Linked DNA regions of Macaca mulatta: region 1 is linked to region 2. The links are chromatin contacts, called in public Hi-C maps. All regions are on one chromosome and are shown on one strand. The core of a region is the stretch at or near the end of the contact, and the rest is flanking DNA. Distances in the headings are between cores, read along the strand shown.

Region 1 (7,444 bases), core at 2,541-5,040, 61 kb before region 2:
CAGGCCAAGTAGCAATATACTAAGACTTCATTAATTACTACATTTTAGATCACTCTGGTAAAAAAAATGAAATTACAAAAGCACTATGGGGCCAGGCACAGTGGCTCACACCTGTAATACCAGCACTTTAGGATGCTGAGCTGGGAGAATCGCTGGCATCTAGGAGTTTGAGGCTGCAGTGAGCCACGACTGCGCCACTGCACTCTAGCCTAGTAGATAGAACAAGATCCTGTCTCAAAAAACAAAACAGGGCCGGGCGCGGTGGCTCAAGCCTGTAATCCCAGCACTTTGGGAGGCCAAGACGGGCGGATCACGAGGTTAGGAGATCGAAACCATTCTGGCTAACACGGTGAAACCCCGTCTCTACTAAAAAATACAAAAAGTTAGCCAGGCGAGGTGGTGGGCACCTGTAGTCCCAGCTACTCGGGAGGCTGAGGCAGGAGAATGGTGTAAACCCGGGAGGTGGAGCTTGCAGTGAGCTGAGATCCGGCCACTGCACTCCAGCCCAGGCAACAGAGCGAGACTCCGTCTCAAAAAAAAACGAAAAAACAAAACAACAACAAAAACACAAGTACTACGGTAATTTGCTTACGTATATGACCAAACACTAAAGTGAACTATCCAAATTTGGCTAAATTATACTTGTGTGATAAAAGTATGTCAGCTATCAAAATTATGTTTATGTGATAAACATTAAAACCATTCATCAATAGAATTGTCAGTGTCTGAATTAAGCTGGATTTTAGCAATAAGGAACAATAGGTGATCCCTGTGTTATGCCAGGATTCGTTTCAAAGAAGTTTCAAAAAATATAAAAGAAGTTGAAAGAAGTAGAACATTACACTCAAACTGTGTATGTATTATCTCACTCCATTTCAACTTGGCCAAGGAGAAAAGATCACCGACCATTTCTCTAAATCTTTGTTTTCAACGCTTAAAAAAAATGTACTGGTGTATGCATGCTCTTTTATAGTCTATTGTGTAATAGAAAGATTACTGAACCTACAAGTTTAAAGACCTATATCTAACATAACATAGTTATCTGGATTTCTCCTCATCCATTAACTGAATGGACAAAGTGATTTCTAACGTCCTATTCTGCACTGAATGCTAATGAGTCCCAACTTGAATCAGTACAATGTGTCAATCAATTATAATTCATATCACTGAGCTTTGCATAGCAGTTTGAACTTCCAGGACTCAAGATCTCAAATTAGTAATATAAATACTACAACTCAAATTAAACTTGAAATTTAAAAAGCTCTTCTAAGCAACTCAATCGCTTAGTCACTTGGCTAAGTCAAGTGCAAGTCTGTTGCCTACTCACCAATTACAACATTAAATATATTAGAAAATACATTCTGAGGTCTAAATAACTGACAGAAGTAATTGTTGGAACACAATTATTTTCTAAATTAAAGATTGGCTGTTCTATCTCCATTTCAATGTATTACATTAAAACCAAATAAATACTTGGCCCATCTATTGATTTTTACATTTAAAGGAAAATTGATGCCTTCAATAACTATTTATTATGTTTCTGTTGAGAAATTAACAAAAAATTAAAACAATTCTTACCTCTCCATGTTTCTCAAAAAATTCACTTTTATGTCGATGCAATGTATCAATAACCTTAGTTAAGATCTGTGGTATTCTGTCTTTAATTGTAAGATATGCAAATGATCTAGAAAAAAGAGTCACACGCATTATATTACTTAGTAGCATCTACACTAGAAGATTGGCTTTTAGTTTCTGGGACATTTCATGTATATTAAACTCTTCATACAACTATTAAAAGGCAGACAAGTATTGTGTGATTACTATATTAAGACATAAGAAAACCTGAAAACTTCTCTGGTATGTCATGGAAGCCAAATTGTCTCAGGGCCTCTAATCCCAGATTCTCCCATGGAGTCTGTTGAATCATTCTTATCTTTCCTATTCTATTGCTTTTATTTTCCTAAATCAGAAACTCGCTTAGCAATGTGACAGGATAGGGAATGGATTAGCTTAGAAATCAAACAGGCTCTTGTCCCAGGTCTACTACTATCTGCTAAGTCACCTGCTAAGAAAGGTGAAAGAAGCAGTGCATGTGAAACCACTTTAAAGTGTCTAACGTGTTTGAACATGAATAATTAAAGGTACTTGTAAGCCTGTGTCTCTCGATTCTGTCTGTATTCTGAGTCAATTTTCTTTTCAAAGGTTTTCCCCTTCTCTGCCTTCTCTATCTGCACAATAGACTCCTTCCATCCTATTCTGCCCCTAAGCAAATGAAGGCATGCTACTGTCTTTCTCCCAGTCAAAAAATTAGAGATTTTATAGAAGTGTCCAAAAATGAAGCAAGCTGGAGATGAAGAAAAACTTATACCCGCATTAAAAAATTAAAGATATTCTTGATTTTATTCATACAAAAAAACCAAGATTTACAGATTATCATTTTATATCATTTTAAGGAAATACATGATTCAGGTAGAAACAAAGCTTTATTTGGTGGTGAAACTCCGTGCAGTTTTAAACATAGAGCACAGAGCTTAGCTGACCAGTGTTTTTATCTTCGGATCACAAGAGACAATCGTTAAATTATTAGGTTGTAACTCGGGTATTTCTTCAAAAGGTTTCCTCAAATGATAGCTAAGAAAAAAACTGCAAACACTTTCTTACTCTGCGGTGCCTCCAGTACCACCCAAAACAGTGATTAGGTTTTAATGTGTATAGTAACTACGTTGACCAGAATTTAATTTTTAAAAATCATTAATGAAAGAACACTAAAACCTCAGAGGGTAAGCAGGAATATTAAATCAACTGCCACTTGAATTTTCGCAGGCAGTAGGTACAGTAAGTCCTTTTTTGAGACTTTACTTTAATTGGAAAGTATTACTGTTTTCCTAACTACTACACTTCCTGCACCTCTGGAGCAAAGTCTCTGGCCAGGAATCGAGTGAGGCCAGAAGCCCTAGGGCGCAAAATTGAAGGAGACACTCTCTATACTTGCAGGACCTGAAACAGTGCCCGCTTCAATTTTGGGCCATTGGCGCCACTTTCTTGGCCTCAACCTACTTTCTGCGGTTTATTTTCCTCAAAGTGTTCTCGTCTTTTGCAATATTTTGAAGTAAGGACCAATTTCAAATATAAATTTGGCCAATTTATGCAAATGGATGTTCTTATTTGCACGGTCACCCACAACTTTACCCAAGAATCTGTAGCGTGATGACTATAAAGCAAAAAACTACAGACAGTTCTTACTGTGAGATTACGATTTGATCAACAGGAAGAAACCCGTTTCTTAACAGCTCTGAGATCCCCAACTCTTACGGAGAATTTTAACGCCCCCAAAGCGAGTTCATTAAAGTGAATAAATGAAAAGTGACCGCCAGGAACAGACCGCGAAGCTGAGCCCTGTCCTGATCCTTACGAGCAGCCACCGCGGGCGGGCTCCCTCCCCGGGGCCGCCTCCCCTCGCCTCCCCTCGCCTCCGAGCCAGTCCGCGAAACCCGCAAAGGCGTCCTGGGAAGCCGCGCCCGGCGGCGGGACTCGAACGCAGCCCACCGGAGAGCGAGCGCCCTCCGCTTAGTCCCCACAGGCTCCTGATGAGGCCCAGCTTTACGCAAAAGTGGGGAAGAGAAAAGTAAGACGAACCCCACGTCCTGTCCTGAGAGAGACGCCGGGACGACAGCCATTACGTTCCGCGATCCCGGCCGCAAAGATCGGCGCTCAACCGCCGCAGAAACAGAGGCGTTACCGCCGCGAAGGAGGAGCTGAGAATGGGGGTAGTGTGGCTTTTAAAAAAAAAAGTGCTTTTGAATAAAGAAACTTTATTTGGTGCCCGTACAAACGGCAAACAGTGGCTGGCCAGAGGACCCAATCTTCCGGGGACGAAGGCGGGGACAGCGGAAGGCGACTAGAGGAACGGATATGGAAGCAGCGAAAGCCGGAAGCAGGTAAGGACCGGGAGGTCCCAGGGCCTAGGGAGCGGAAGAGGTCGCGGCGACGCGGGTCACGTGGTCAGACAGTCACGTGGTCCGAGTTGCTCCCGCTAAGTGGGACCAGAGTTCAGTGCGCCTGCGCAGTATCGGGGGTGGGAGGGAGCGCCCTTCCAGGAGATGGGGTGGCTGCTGTAGTGAGAGACTGGTGCTGCGGCTCTTTCCCTGCAGTCCTGCAGAGGAAGCGCGCGTCCCTGGCCCTTCCTTCTTCTCTTCCGGCGGAGAGGTTAGTGTACTGCCTTTCCTTAGCTGCTTGGGTGGTCCGGCTCGGAGGTCTGCGCCCTGGCTCCTGGCCGCCCGGAACGTGTACAGTCACGGGTTACGCTGGTGCGACTGTGACCCTCTGCCTCTTACCGTGATCTTTGGTCGACTTAGCTGGGAGTAAAAAGCACTCAGTCAATTAATGAACCCTTTTTTTGAGCCAGTGCACCGCGGTAACTGTAGAAATCGATAAAATAATTTTGAGTTTGAGGAATTGAACGGCCTGCTCCCAAAGATGAGTGACAGTTGTCTCTTGAATCGTAGCCTAGCTGTAACTGATTTTCTTAATTGGTGTTATTGTCTAAAAGTTGAAATGTGCCCAGGAACTGAGTAACTGCCTAGTATTTCATTTTAAAAATTCGATCGAATGCCTACTATGTACTGGGCGCTATTGTCAGGAGATATAGTAGGAAAAAACACACAAATCTGTATCCTCAAGGAGCTTCCATTCTGGAGGGAAGACACAAAAATCAGCCCTTTCCTTTTTTTTCCTTTAGCGTTCTGTCTCACGTATTTTACTGATTTACCTTGTTTTTGCCTGTCACTCCCAATGTAAGGTTCAAAAGATTCAAAAGATAGGATTTTTGTCTATTTTATTTTCAACTGTATTGTCAGCAACTAGGCACAATGGCTGGCACATGATAAGAACTGAGTTGTTTTGCAGTATGAATTAATAAACTAAAAATTAAAGGTATGTAAGTGATGTTACACAATGGAGAAATGCAAAGTGGAGGAAGTTAGAGAACGGGTGCTGGTTGTGTGTTTTTAATGTAGTGGTTGGGGAAGGCTTCACTGGGTAGAAGACATTTTAGCAAACCTCCGAAGGAGGTGAAGGTGTGAGCCTTTCAGATCCCTGGGAGAAGAGCGTAAGGAACAGCAAGTGCAAAGATCCAGAGGCTAGAATGAGGAGCAAAATAAGCAAAGGAGAGAGCTGTCGGAGTGCTGATAAAGGGCCAGAGAATGTAGTGCCATGCAGGCCATTTTGAGGGCTTTGGCTTTTTTTTTTTTGAGACGGAATCTTGCACTGTCGCCCAGGCTTTAGTGCAGTGGCGCGATCTCGGCTCACTGCAACCTCCGCCTCCCGGGTTCAGGCGATTATGCTCCTGCCTCAGCCTCCCGAGTAGCTGGGATTATAGACCCATGCCACCATGCCCGGCTAATTTTAGTATTTTTAGTAGACACGGGGTTTCACCGTGTTGGCCAGGCTGGTCTGGAATTCCAGACCTCAAGTGATCCCTCCCAACGTGCTGGGATTACAGGCGTGAGCCACTACGCCTGGTCGGAGGGCTTCAGCTTTTATTAAGTGAACCGTGAAGCCATAGCCACATTTTGCGCTAAGATTTGACTTCAAAGGATCACTTTGGTTGCTTGTGTTGAGAAGAAACTGTAGGGGGCCCAAAACAGAATCAGGGAAACTGGTTAAAGCTATTATAATAATCCATGAGAAGGATAGCAGTTTGGATTAGGTAGTAGTATTACTGATGATGGGCAGTGGTCCCTAGAAGGCCCTTGGGATTTACTGACAGGTTGGATATGGAGAATAAAGAGTCAAAGTGGACTCCACGTTTTTGGCTTAGCAGTTATAAAGATACTAATTACTGCTCGTCAATGGGAAAGACTGGGAAGAAAGGGATGCAAGGGATTCCAGGGGTATAAGAGAGAGATTAGAATGGTAGACCATGGAGTTTAAACTGAATATGGAGGAAGTGAAGTCATGGGGAGTGAGAGACCGCGAAAAGGTGGTTGGATCATTGACTCGTGGGTCCTGTTGGTGTTGAAGAATTGTTGGAATTGGGTAATGGAGTGAGATGCAAAGATAGGAGGTGGTGCTTAGAGAGTAGAATGGATGAAATTGAGGTGAGGAGGTCCGATGTATTGATAATGACAGTAGGGCCTGTCTGATAAAAAAACAACGTAAGGCACAAATGTAATCTTAGGCTTTCTAGAAGGTGCAGTGATAAAAATGGGATGGGGTCCGGTGGCTCACACCTGTAATCTCAACACTTTGGGAGGCCAAGGCAGGTGGATCACCTGAGGTCAGGATTTCAAGACCAGCCTGGCCAACATGATGAAACCCCGTCTCTACTAAAAATACAAAAAATTAAGCATGGTGGCAGGCACCTGTAATCCCAGCTACTCGGGAGGCTGAGGCAGGAGAATCGCTTGAACGGGGGAGGCGGAGGTTGCAGTGAGCCAAGATCCCGCCATTGCACTCCAGCCTGGGCAACAAGAGCGAAACTTTGTATCAAAAAAGAAAAAAGAATAGCTAAAATGTATTTGAATAATGCATTTTATTTAGGTCAATATACCCAGACATATTATTTCAACAAATAATTGATAGAAGAGTTGAGATATTTTGCTTATTAAAAAATTGAGGCTCAATTTATACTAGCCAGAATTCAAGGGCTCAATAGCAATGTGGGTTGTCTAGTGGCTACTTTACAGGTTACAGGATAATGACCATGGGCATGAGTGGCTGAGGAAAAGTGAAAAACAGGACCATTCAGGAAGGGAGATTAGGGAACTCAGGGCCAGGGTTTTGGAAGAATCATCCCCACCACTGATCAGCATGGATATAGAAACCATTGAAAGTTACTGCAACAATAATATTACCTGTAACTTTTACATACATTGTAATAGTGCTTCATGTAGCCTCCATATTAAGGTAGTCAATAGCGTTTTGAGGTAAATAATTTATTCAAAGAGGCCAGGTGCAGTGGCTCACGCCTGTAATCCCAGCACTTTGGGAGTCCAAGGCAGGCGGATCATTTGAGGTGAGGAGTTGGAGACCAGCCTGGCCAACATAGTGAAACCCCGTCTCTGCTAAATAAATAAATATATATATATATAAAATACAAAAACTAGCTGGGCTTGGTGGCGCACACCTGTAATCCCAGCTACTCAGGAGGCTGAGGCAGGAGAATCACATGAACCTGGGAGGTGGAGGTTGCAGTGAGCTGAGGTGGCACCACTGCACTCCAGCCTGAGTGACAGATCGAGACTCCCATCTCAAAAAAAAAAAAAAAAGAATTTCCTCAAAGATAATGAAAGAATCCAGGACTGTGGACACATTTCTAAAATATTTTATAGTTAGGTTCTTCAAAATTAAGTGGTTCAACTGGAATGGAATAGTACTAATCAAAGGTGAACTGCAGTAGCCAATTGGACTAGAATGAAACACAGAATACCGGCTTTTGAAGGGA
Region 2 (6,761 bases), core at 1,490-3,989:
CAATCTTTTGATGAATCCACTCAGATTGCTTGCACTGTGATTTTCTTTGAAGTAAAAAGTGTTAAAAACTATTTCTGAATTCCTAATTTACCAGATTCTCAAAATACCAAAATAAATTGGCACATAATCAAAGAGTGATTTAACTTTTTTTTCCTTTTTAGATAGGATCGCACTCTGTTGCCCAGACTAGGGTGCAGTGATGTGATCATGGCTCACTGCAGCCTCGAACTCCTGGGCTGAAAGCGATCCTGCCACCTCAGCCTCCCAAGCTGAGATTATAGGCCCACACCACCATGCCTGGCTAATTCATTTTTTCTAATACATGGGATTTCCTTATATTGTCCTGGCCCATCTGCAACTCCTGGGCTCAAGCCATCCTTCTGAAAGTCCTGGGATTACAGGTGTGAGCCACCACGCTCAGCCTTTTTATTTTTCTTATTACTGTACTAGGGACATTTGTGACTTTCCCACAACGAGACTTAGTAGAGAACTGAAAGCTTCCCTTGGCCTTATCCTGAAATACACTAACTAGCTCTTACTTGCCACGGCTGTTTTCTCCTCAACCCTTGCAGATATATGTATCCATATAAATGTTTCTATTTCAACAAGTTGTAGAAAATATACAGTCTGTATAGCTCTCTTTATAATGCTATTACTTGATGATCCTGACTACAAGTTGGAATTATCTGCATACTTGGCAAAATTCAAGTGTGGCTGCCTATGCCTCAAGAGAATGAGCAGCAAACCAGCCCAGTCCTAAATTCGAGTAGCAGCTCTTGAAGAGAATAGGATGCACTTGATAGGCTTTCTTTAGGACTGATACTCAGTTTCTGGGCTTACCCTTGGGTTTCTTTCTATAAACCTATAGAGTGGAGCGCTAGGAAATACTCTGATCTCAAAAATAAGCATAGTTACTTTGACTTAAGACCAATTACTCTACACACATAGGCAAATTTCTGCCCAATGGTATCAAGTTCAGCATTAGTTATGCCCACTTTTTCTTTTATTTTTTCTTAAATCAGTATCACTCTTCACATGAGCACTCCACCAACACCATAAGGTTGAAAAATTTCAGAATGAAAGTCCAAAAGAATTAAGAACCTACAGATCTCTATGATTCTCTACAAAATAATCAACATCATTTTAGTTTCCTAATAAGATGAGATGGACCTCAATACTCAAGTCAATCCAAGGAACCAGGCATGCCAGTCTGAAGGCCAACTTTGATGTTCCAGTGACAGCGCTGCAGTAGAATACTAAGATCAGAATTTGGTTTTGGAGGCAGACATTTACTCACTAAAGTCACTTATCTAGTTGATCAAAAAACAGTAAAGTTCAAGGCAAGTGTACACTGAATCTATTATCCATCTGAGAGCCACTGAAGCTACACAGCTGCTTATTTTGTCTTCAAAGAAGGAATTAGTCATCAGTACCTGCAGGTATAACAACATTGCTAAATAAAAGATTTTTAGGAGGAACACTTCTATGTATTAAATTGTCTTAAGATGGTAAGCTTGCCTTAAATGATTTAAACTATGTGCCAGGCATTGGCTGGTGGTCAGACTGTGTAAACCAACATGGGTTAGACATCATAACCAGGTTAGCATGACTTGAAACCAGAGTATCCCAGAAACTGCTGCCTCCACTTCCTTAAGAATGCAGCCATATCCTTTCTAAATCTCAAAAAATCCTAGATGTGTAAAGATATCATTAAATTCCAATCCTCAAAGAACTAAACTGCATTTCCCCAAAAAACACACGAATTCTAGAAAAATGGCAACAACCAAAACTTTAAAAAGTTAAAAATGACCAGGAAATTCTAACTTATCTGCCTTGTTTCAGGATCTCCCCGTTGAAAGATTTTCCAAACCTCTAAATCTAACAGAATAGCCAACACTGGAATGCATACCTCAAAGACCAAAACCTAACAGGAGAATAAATTGTTAACAAACACGCGTTGCAGACTTTCATTTTTGGGAGGCCAACACTTCAAAAACGAAAATCCAGTTGCTGAAATAACTATCAAATTCAACCCTAACAGAAACATCTTACGTCGCTCAACTAATCTGCAAGGAAAAGGAAGCAACTCTACCTCTGTGCACAGTACAGGCATCTGTACTTCGGCATGACTTTCAGTTACCATTGGTGACAGGAAGATACTGGTTTACAGTATCTCCCCGGTTTAAAACAAACACGGAAAGTCAAGGGACAAGGGTAACGGCCAAAAGATCTCAAGCAGAAGCCGGCAGAAGTATACGAGCAGCGGCTCTCCATCTCTACCCCGAGCATCTCAAGGACTTGTCCTACCTAAACACTTTATGTAAACAAGGGGGCTTGTGACTCAGGCCTCCAGCCCCAATAGGTGGAGAGAAGTTTCCTCGCCTCGGCTGCACATGGTCTGCAGAAGTTTGGCTGGAGCAGAGCGCGGAGCCTGGGTGGGAGCGGCAGTGGAGTGCTGCAGGCGGCGGCGGCGGCGGCAGAGCAGCAGGAGGCGGAGGCGGGCGGGGGGAGGGGAGCGGCTGGGGGGGGCGGAGGGGGCTCTTGCCGCCACTGCTCTCTCGCCGCCTCTCCCCCCCGGCGGGAGCCGCTCGCAGCCTCTGTGCACAAGTCTCTCCGCTCTCTCGGTCATGTGACCTTAACGTAACCGGACAGGAAAAGCCCCGCCGCCGCCGCCGCCGCCGCGCCGGAGACACCGACCGCGGCGGCAGCAGCAGCAGCAGCAGCAGCGAGAGGCAGAGGCGGCGGCGGCGGGGAGGACAGCACGGCCGAGGCTGCCCAGCGGCGCCTCCTCCACACCCCCCGCCGCAGCAGCACCGGCGACAGGTAAGCGCGCACCGCCTCCGCCTCCCGGGGCCGGTGCCCACGTGCCACCCCCAGCCCAGGGTCCGGGAAGGCGGAGGGGGGGGCGGGGGCCACCGGAGCTCGCAAACGGTTCCGGCAGCGGCAGTGGCAACAAAGACGCCGAATGACCCTCGTCCCAGGGCTCCGGGTGCAGGCAGGCGGAGGGCTCGGGCCACTCGGGGACCCGGTTCTGGGAAGCGAGGGCAGGGGCGCCTCGCGGGGGCGGCGGCGGCTGCGCCTGGCGCCGGGGCTCTGGCCGCTTGACAAAACCATCCCCCGGAGCCAGGCGGCGGCGAGTCGGCAGCGGCTCCATCCGGGGTTTTGAGGGAGGGGGAGGGGACGGAAGCCGAGAGGGCGGGCGGCGGATCGGAGGGAGGGAGGGAGGAAGGGGAGGGGGGCGATTCGCGTTCCGTTCCCCGTGGCCGGTCCCTCCCTTCCCACCGCCACCGCGAAGTGCGCCCTGGGCGGCGGCGACCGGTGAGCGTCCCGCGCTGGAGCCCTCGGAGGCGGGCCCGTCAGGTGCGTAATCCTTCCGACGCCTCGCCGCCGCCTCCTGCTGCTGCCGCCGCTGCTGCTTCGGCGGCAAGGCCGCGAGCTGCGGAAGTGGGTTTGGGGGAGGGGAGGGAGGAGGGAGGGGGAAGGGAGGGATCCGGTCCGACCGGAGCAGGCCCGGCCTCTCTGGCGCTTCTCCCAGCTGCAGCGGCTCCTACAGCTGCTGCCGCTACTGCTGCGGCTCCGCCTCCCGCTCGCGGGCGGGGGCGCGCACGCGCGCTTCCGGCCTCCTCGGGTCTCGCGCTGTCTCCGGCTCTCGCGCGCGCTCATCCCCTCTCCCTGTCTGGGCCACCCCCGCCCCCGGCGCCGGGGCTGTTGCGCCGGCCGGGGCGTTGCGCACGGCGTAGGCGTCGGCATTGTGTTAAACTCCGCGGGACTTGCGGCGAGCGCGCGCGCGCACGCGGGACTGAGAGAAGCGGCGAGCGTGCAACGCGGCCGGAGTGCGTCGCCCCTCCCTCCCCCTCAGCCCCTCGGGGACGGGGACAGGGACGGGGCCGGGGGCGTGGCCGGCGAGACCGGAGGGGGCCAGAGGGCCCCGGCGCCGCGCCCCCGGCCCCGCCCCTGGCCAGGCCCCCGCCCCGCGGGGCGGGTGGGGCGAGGTGGCTGTTGCGGCGCGCTCAGGCGGGCTGGGGACGCGTCGGCTTTTGTGGCGCCGCCCCTGTCGCCCGCTCCCTGCGGCTGCAGGCCGGGCCCAGTCCCAGGTGCTGAGCGCGTTGAGCCGGCGGCTTCGAGCTTCCGCCCGACGTGCGATCTGCGCCAGCGATACAACCCGAGTTGGCCCCGAGCGCGCTGTGGTTTCGGCTGCTTAGCCTCGGGGCGTGGGACCCGCGCGGCCCGCACCCCCCGACCGGACTCCGAGGCGAGGAGGCTGCTTCCCGGGGCCGGCGTCGTTTTCTCGTTGTAGCGAAACCCCTAAATCGTTCTTGTTTAAACAAAGCCGCAAGAAAGAAGTGTTTAGCCAGAAGCTGCAAAGGAAGCTAGGTTTTGCCGCTTTTAGCTGGTAGTAAAAGAGGCAATAAAGAAGCGAGGGTAGCAGAGTAGGAGAGTGCCTGGGCCAGGAGAAGCTGCAGCTACGCCTTTTACTGCAGGAACTTCCACCCGAATACGTGAACTCCTAATTATGCCTTGGGGATATAACCCGGCTCTCGCTCCCCGCCTCCCCCAGCTGCATTGTTCATTAGCTCTTTCATCATACAATGGGCCCACTGAGTTTGTGAGCATCGATTCTATTCATTTTCTCACGGTATTATTTTAGTAAAATAAAGCGTAAAAGCATAAAGAAGGTCAGAATTATCAGAACCCCGGGGAGGGGGGAGGCTCTGGGATTACTTAAACGTGCTGCCGTGTCCTTGCTAATGTAAATCTATGCCGACCCCCGCTGGAGCGCCAGGGCTAGTTGTACACACCACTAGCGTTTTAGTGTGGGAGTACCCTGAAAGTTTAATACGGAATTGGGATTATGCCATTTTAATTCTCATTTGTCTAATTTATCACAAACCAAAATTATAAATTGGTAAGGTAAATTCCACTGCATTCTGAATGATCTTGGTGTGCATCCAGGATGTTTTCAGACTGTTAAAAGGTCATTTTTTTCTTTATTTCTTTCTTCTTTTTAATAAGAGACAGGGGTCTTGCCATGTTGCCCAAGGCGGTCTTGAACTCCTGGGCTCAAGCAATCCTCCCGCCTCGGCCTCCCAAAGTGCTGGGATTACAGGGGTGAACCACCGCTCCTGGACAAGAAGGCAATTTTTAAGAGCATAGTAATTTACCACTAATAGGACGTCCTTTTAAACTGGGCATTTCTCATTTAATAAACTTGTAGTTTATTTGCTAAACAAAGAATTGGCCAGTAATTGAAGCCATCATAAGTGCAAGAAGTGATACGCCAGTGCCACTGAGAGTCAACAGTGGAGTAGTCTACAGTGGAGTGTAGTCTACACCCCTAAAACTGTGTCATACAGTCCACCTGCATACTTGCCAGTTTTAAAGCTTCTCTTCAAAGGGGATGTAAATACGTTGATGCTCAGCAACCTAGCAGCAGAGAATAAACATAATCATGTTTTAAGTTATAAAATAAAAGCTGCCACGGTGACACCTGCTTTTTTGTCTTAAACTTTAGTATGAACTTTATAGTAACCTCCAAACTCTGCACTTTTGTAAGACAATATAAAATAATAGAAAAATGTGTTCATGGCCAAGCAAAGTGGCTCATTCCTATAATCCCAGCACTTTGGGAGGCCAAGGCTGGAGGATTGCTTGAAGCCAAGAGTTCAAGACCAACCTGGGTAACATAGACCCCCCATCTCTATTAGAAAAGAAAATGTATTCACCCCAACCCCATAAAGAGATGTACCTTATAATCTTGTGATTTCAAGTACCCACAGCATGCCCCTGAGTAAGTGGATGTGCTTTCCTCAATTTGAGACTTACCAAAATAGAGAAGGAAATACCTAAAGCTCATCTGTAGCATCGGCCTGGGATCAGCAGCTTTAGAGATGGGGACTGTCCTGCCAGCTGTTACTGTTTCTTGGTGCTTCATCTGTAGCCCCACTCACCTTTCCCTGTAGGAACTTGGAAAAGCTGGGCAAGCCCCGTGGCACCAGCCTGCACAGGAATGGAAGATTGAAACAACTGGTTTACTGGTAATTTTTTTTACCATAAAATGCCAAATGCACCTGACAAAGGTCATTTATCATCACTTTTTCTATTTTCGTATGCTCTTTGGCTCTCTGAACATGACCCTGAAAACCTAAAAGGGAATTGAACGTTTTTATTTCCCTGAAGAAAAAAAAAATGTAAGCGTTCTAAGCATTAGACCAAGAGTATTTCTAAAATCTTCTTTATGCTCAAGTAGGTTATAATTTGAACTAGCAAATTAAACTGTTAAACAATTAAAATATTACTTTGAATTGATAGTAAATAAGATTCAGTATTTTTACAATGCTGATAGAGCCATTAAGATATGGAATCAGTAGTCACAGAACCTTACAAGGAGTTGGCAGCACAAGACATATAGATCCATTTTAGAAGCCAACTTGGTGGCTCGTATTTATGCTCAAACTCATAACCCCCAGTTCACATGCTTGAGGTATGCATCACATGCCTTTGAGTGTCACTTTAAGAAAGTTCAGTGTTCAAAGATAGGAATTTGAAAAACACTTTTATGTATCTGGCTAAGTACTAAGGGAAACTACATTTTTACTTTTGTAAGATATTTTAGTGTAAGATATTTTACTTTTGTAAGTTTTTTTTTTTTGTTTTTCTTTTTGTTTTTGTTTTTGAGACGGAGTCTCACTCTGTCCCCAGGCGGGAGTGCAGTGGCGCGATCTCGGCTCACTGGCTCACTGCAAGCTCCGCCTTCCGGATTC

The links. A called contact is a pair of places that touch in the nucleus more often than the background predicts.
Region 1: a contact with region 2 is called in a Hi-C map of fetal cortex germinal zone, with 4 times the contacts expected there. The contact joins the promoter of DCPH1 here to the promoter of ZBTB2 in region 2. A contact is called at or near these places in 6 of 14 Hi-C or Micro-C datasets (CD4 T cells, blood, cortical neurons and 3 more).

Annotation. Positions count from the first base shown.
Region 1 is chr4:70,172,136-70,179,579 of T2T-MMU8v2.0, reverse strand. It overlaps DCPH1 (damage control phosphatase 1), which reads right to left and starts at 3,790. Exons shown (of 5, transcript NM_001257928.1): 1 at 3,637-3,790; 2 at 1,579-1,684. The coding sequence starts at 3,677. It overlaps RMND1 (required for meiotic nuclear division 1 homolog), which reads left to right and starts at 4,074. Exons shown (of 12, transcript NM_001261698.1): 1 at 4,074-4,206.
Region 2 is chr4:70,110,499-70,117,259 of T2T-MMU8v2.0, reverse strand. ZBTB2 (zinc finger and BTB domain containing 2) reads left to right here and starts at 2,739. Exons shown (of 3, transcript NM_001258066.1): 1 at 2,739-2,823.